Regions from separate parts of the Mus musculus genome. Here region 1 is linked to region 2. The links are chromatin contacts, called in public promoter capture Hi-C maps. All regions are on one chromosome and are shown on one strand. The core of a region is the stretch at or near the end of the contact, and the rest is flanking DNA. Distances in the headings are between cores, read along the strand shown. Region 1 holds the start of Btbd9 (BTB (POZ) domain containing 9). Region 2 holds the start of Snrpc (U1 small nuclear ribonucleoprotein C).

What was found. Capture Hi-C pulls out chosen DNA fragments and counts their contacts.
Region 1: a contact with region 2 is called in a promoter capture Hi-C map of liver, with 2.6 times the contacts expected there. The contact joins the promoter of Btbd9 here to the promoter of Snrpc in region 2. A contact is called at or near these places in 1 of 39 promoter capture datasets (pre-B cells), 1 of 115 datasets of contacts at active chromatin or transcription factors (thymic regulatory T cells) and 1 of 9 other capture datasets (liver).

The regions. Positions count from the first base shown.
Region 1 is chr17:30,574,948-30,577,647 of GRCm38.p6, forward strand. It overlaps Btbd9 (BTB (POZ) domain containing 9), which reads right to left and starts at 1,340. Exons shown (of 11, transcript NM_027060.1): 1 at 1,199-1,340.
Region 2 is chr17:27,838,764-27,841,463 of GRCm38.p6, forward strand. It overlaps Snrpc (U1 small nuclear ribonucleoprotein C), which reads left to right and starts at 1,324. Exons shown (of 6, transcript NM_011432.2): 1 at 1,324-1,406; 2 at 1,701-1,743. The coding sequence starts at 1,399.

The DNA of each region.
Region 1 (2,700 bases), core at 90-2,589, 2.7 Mb after region 2:
TGGTTTTTCAAAGCAAGCTTTACTGATTCCAAGACGTGAGAACTTCAGAGACCATACCTTACAGAGACTCCGTTATAAAACTGAATCTCCTGATTTTAGACTCTGGGTGGAAACTCTAAAGTTATGTCCCTCAGTTTTTAGGCATGATCAAATGTCAGTGCTCCCTATCTTGTCACTCTCACTTGGCACTGCCTTTAACTCATAACGGGAAAGATTATTTCTTCCATTTGTCTCCATTATTCCTCCTTAAAAAACCACCACATACAACGGACCCAACAGAATCCTGTATACTGGCTGATGGCCAGTTGCATCATTTAACTCCAGTCTCACCATGCCAGCCCACGCGTGAAACACAATCTACATTTCCACCAGATAAATAACAGCCCGCACTGCTTCTGGGAAGAACACACACAAAAGGCAGGGCTGCTCTACCTGCAAGACCCTTGAAATGGCCAAAGCACAGCACGGTTCTGGGAAATAGATACAAGGGCAGATTTGAGTCTATGAGGAAGTAACAATACTGGATGGATATGGTCCCTTGGCTTCAAAAATGTGGATCAACACAGGATATAATAATAATAATAATAATAATGTTCAGAGAAGCACGTGGGCATGCACGTGAGGCTGGAAGGTCCAGGCAACAGGTTAGTCAACCAGCATCTTCACTGACAAGTCGCCTTCCCCGGGTCGTGGGTGTGCCCGACGCTCACGCAGGCACAGATTCTAACGATCTCTCTAACAACCCGCTCCTACTCCCAGACCCGCCAGGGTAGAGCTGACGGATCTCTTCGCGGTTTACCCCAAAACTTTGCGAACCCCGAGGGTCCCCATTTCCGCGTTTGTCAGGTTTGCACAGTCGGCGTCTCAGTGTGGACGCGCGGCTGCTGAGGAACGCGGGCTTCTCCCGCTTCAAATTCCTAAAAGGAAACCGGCAGCGTCGCACTGGAGTCCAGTCACTTGTCCCTCGGCACCCCTCTCTCCAGCGCCCCCCTCTCACCCCCCCCCACCCCCACCCCAGAGCGCCAGGCCCGGGAACTGACCCTCCTCAGCCCCCGTCCCCGCCCCCGGAACCAGCGGCCGAGGGGCGTGGAGCGGCGCGCGCGGGTCCGGCGGGGAGGGGGAGCGCGTCCCCGCGCCCCGGGCCCGCGCAGCAGGTGCGGCCAGGCCCCAACTCTCACGAGCGGTCCGGGCGACTCACCCCGACGATGTCCCTCAGCGACCTAGAAGCCGCCACACACGTCTCTTCCGCCAGCAGCGACCCCGCCTCGTGGCCACCGCCCCCTCGACCGCCGCCGTCGCCGCCTTCCTCGCCGCCGCCGTCGCGGCGCGCGCCCGCTTTCACGCACACCGCCGTGGCCGCGCACGCGCTCTGCGCGCTGGCGTCACTTAGCAACGGCTCAACCGTGGGCCAGTAGAACCCAGGACGCCAGGGCCCCAGGTCGCCTCAGGCGGGGGTCTTGCGGCGTGTTTCCCCAGGTCGGAGCCACTGCCCCTCCAGTACTGGGCCCTGAGGGTGTGGCCGCCCTGCCGACACCTGGCTCAGGGTGAGGCACGTCATCACACGTCACTGAATAGCGTCATCGGTCGCGTCACTGCGTAAGGGGACGAGCCGGAGCGCCGGTTGGAGAAAGCCTCGTCTTTCTGCACTTAGTCGCTTGCCTGATGGACAGTCAGCTACGTGCGAGAAGTTGGACGAGGAGAATGGGCCAAGAGAGGCATTACCAGCATGAAGGTGCTACGAGGCCAGGCCTGAAATACCACGACTCAGTTTCCTCCTTCTGTCAGTGGGAAGACGGATACCCGACTTGCCTGCGCTAGAAAGGTGTCAACTTAGGACGAAATAATGCATGCGAGGCTGCGGGCGAACTGATCTCATTCGAACTCCTTATTTCAAGACCCTGACAGAAAGCCCGGACATAAGTCCTCGACACTCCAGGACTACCAAGTGTAACGTATAAAGCCCATTAGACTCCATCTTTCACATAAGAAGCAGGCACTGTGAACTTTGAAGCCGTAGAAATTGGGTTGTAGGTCTTTCCTGGCCGAAACTGGAGAGTCGTCACTCTTGAAAGTTACTTACCTGGGTGTGTGGGTTTGAAGATGGAAGACTTAATTCCAAGCAAAGACGACTTAAATGGGCAGTGAAAATGAACAGACACAGCAAGGGTTAGGGCTGGGCCAGTGAAGGATCAGAGCCACAACCTAGACTCTGGCGGTGGGGATGGAAACGCGGAGGCCAGCTCTGAGCGGGGGAATGAATAGGTAGGCCAGGTTTCTAGCGTGGTTGCTGAGACAGGTGGGAGTAACATTTAGCAAGACGGAAAGAAAGCTGCCTTTGTGTGTCAGTTACTAAATGGTAGTGACATTCCTTACGGATGACATGGTAGAACGATGGAATGTGGATACGTTGGTTGGGGAAACATTCTCCGCTCTCATCTTCCATGTGGAACGATATCCATCAATTTAATACATCTACTTTCCGATACACGTGTCCCCAATTTATTTGTCCTTGGAGAATTGACTTCGGGATTGGTACATTTAAAAAAACAAAGGGAGCCGGGCGGTGGTGGCGCATGCCTTTAATCCCAGCACTCTGGAGGCAGAGGCAGGTGGATTTCTGAGTTTGAGGCCAGCCTGGTCTACAGAGTGAGTTCCAGGACAGCCAGAGCTATACAGAGAAACCCTGTCTCAGAAAAACCA
Region 2 (2,700 bases), core at 74-2,573:
AAAGGCAATCCACTTTGTTTGAGAGAACAGACTCTAAGTTTGACCTGTTAGTTGGCAATGTACTGCTAACAACGTCTATAGAATCACTACCATTTATGGTGGCCTAAGTGCATAGACCTTTCGCTAAATGCCCTATGAGCTTTACATTTAAATTTTTTTTATATTTTGTTTTATTTTAGACAAGGTTTCCCTGTGTAGCCCTGGCTGTCCTGGAACTCACTCTGTAGACCAGGCTGGCCTTGAACTCAGAAATCTGCCTGCCTCTGCCTCCCAAGTGCTGGGATTAAAGGCGTGCGCCACCACTGCCCGGCTTAAATTCATTTTTGTATTATTGTATGTATATGGGTGTTTAGTTTGTAAGTGCACCATGTATGTGCCTAGTGCTGGGAGTGGATTAAAAAAGATCCATCAGACACCCTGAGACTTGAGCTGCAGACAGGTGGGAGTCACCACGGGGGAGTGTTGGTGATCGAACTTAGATTGTTCCAAGAGCAACAAATGCTTAATCGCTACACCAATTCTCCAGCTACTTTCCAGCATTTTTACATTTGATTCTTCCTTAAACTGCACAAGTTATTACCTTTACTTTTCAGATAAGGAAACTGAAGCTCAGAGAGAGTAAATTGCACAGCTAGGAAGGAAGCAGGGAGACAGGGTTTAAAACTTGAGACCCGCCCCACTCACCCAGGAGTGTGTCCCTACAATTCACGTCTGTCTTAATTGCTCAAATACAATGATCAATTTCTCAGTGATCGTCTTCTACATTTTCTTTGTCTTCCTTGATGTTCAGCTGCGCTCTTCCCCGCTTCATTTCCCCAGCATAGGACTTTGATCCCTCAGCCACTGATCGATTTCAGCTTACTGCTAATCAGGTCTTGGAGAATGAGAACTTTTACCTGATTTGGTTCTGCCTTTTTCACTTCTCATTTACAGAAGAGCTGGGTACATACTAGAGCAGTGGTCGTGACACCTTTTGCGGGTCGAACAACCCGTTCACAGGTTTCTCCTAAGACCATCAGAAAACACCGATAATTTGCATTACTAGTCATACGAGTGGCAAAATTACAGTTATGAAATAGCGACAAGAATAATTTCTGGTTGGGGGGGTCACCACAATTTGAGAAGCTGGATTAATGATTCGCAGCGTAGGAACTGCTGACTCAGGGTTTTGGAACCTTTTGTTGATAGTACTAAATTACGCACTTCCTAGACGGAGTAACTAATCCTGAATAAGTGAGCGCGGATTGAACCTCAGAGGCACCCACAGCATCCGTAGGGCAGAGGCCGGAAGCGGAAGTCCTACCCCTCCTGTCTGCATCCTTTGCTCGCGTCGGCGCAGCCTGTGTGCGTCAGTTCCTGGCGGCGGGGATCGGGGTAGCCAACGGCTTGTGGAGCATCATGCCCAAGTGAGTGTGGCCCTGGGAGCAAGCGGACTTGCGGTGGTCAGTTGGGTCCTGGTGAAGGTGCAGGGCGGCGGCCTCGGGTTCTGGACGTTCCGAGGGGAAGGCGAGCCCCTCCGAGGGATGGCGGGTGGAGACCCAGGCTCTCCGGCCATCCTGGCAGAGTGGGCGCGGACCCTCGCTCAGAAGCCTCGCATTCTGTCAGGACGCTTTGTTTGACTTACAATCCGAGGAAGTTGGGTTTTGGGTCTGTTTGTTTGGACAGCTGTTAATTGCTGACGTTTTCTTTTGTCATTTCAGGTTTTATTGTGACTACTGTGATACGTATCTTACCCACGATTCTGTAAGTGGCGGGTCTTTTTTATAATCCTAAAACGCCTTGTATGCAAAATTCTTTTTCTTTAGGTCCAGGTGTGTGCATTACAGTCTCCTGGAAATTTTATGACAACCTTTCTTAGAAAGTAATTAGGAAGCGGGTGTTTTTTCCCACCCTTTTTGTGAGGTCTTTGCAATTTGAAGGTATTTGCAGAATGATAAAACTTTAAGCAAGCTTGAAGATGGAAAGCATTTGCGTATACAGAAACTGCATGTACCTGTAATGTCAATACTTGAGAGGCTGAGCCAGGAAGATGGCAAATTCCAGGTCAGTTAAGGATACATATTGAGACCTTGTCAAAATAACTCGCCCCACCCTCCAAAAAAAGCCCAACAAAACAAAAAACAAACAAACCAGGAGTGTGTTCCTACAAACTTGCAGATTTGATTATGTCACATTATTCAAATGCCTGGTTAAAATGGAAAGAAATGTCTTAGTGTACAGCTCCATTCTCAGCTCCTGTGAGAACCTCATTAACTATTGATCATCAGGAGGAATAACTGAGATATGTGATTAGTGTTGCCCCGTGTGTAGCAGCCACAAGGCCCAGCAACAAAGTTAGGGCCTGGCGCCTGTCTTCCTAGTACACTGAGATGGAGCATTGCTGTGAGTTTAAGGCTATGGTGGGAGACCCTACCTCAAAAAAAAGCAAATCAAAACAACCTTTAGCAACAACAAAATTTGGTTTTTATGGTTTTAATAGTTTTAAATAATCTATTTATCTGCCCCCCCCCCCCCCAATCTCCTGAGGAAACAAGACAGATCTTCTGGAATAATTTGTAAACCAGGCTGACTTCGAACTCACAGAGAGCTGCTTGCTTTCTGCCTTCTGAGTGCACGGAGTAAAGTTATGTGCCACCACTTCCTTGGCTTATTTATTTTTGGAAAGGGTTTCATTATGTAGCCCTGGGTGGCCTAGAACTT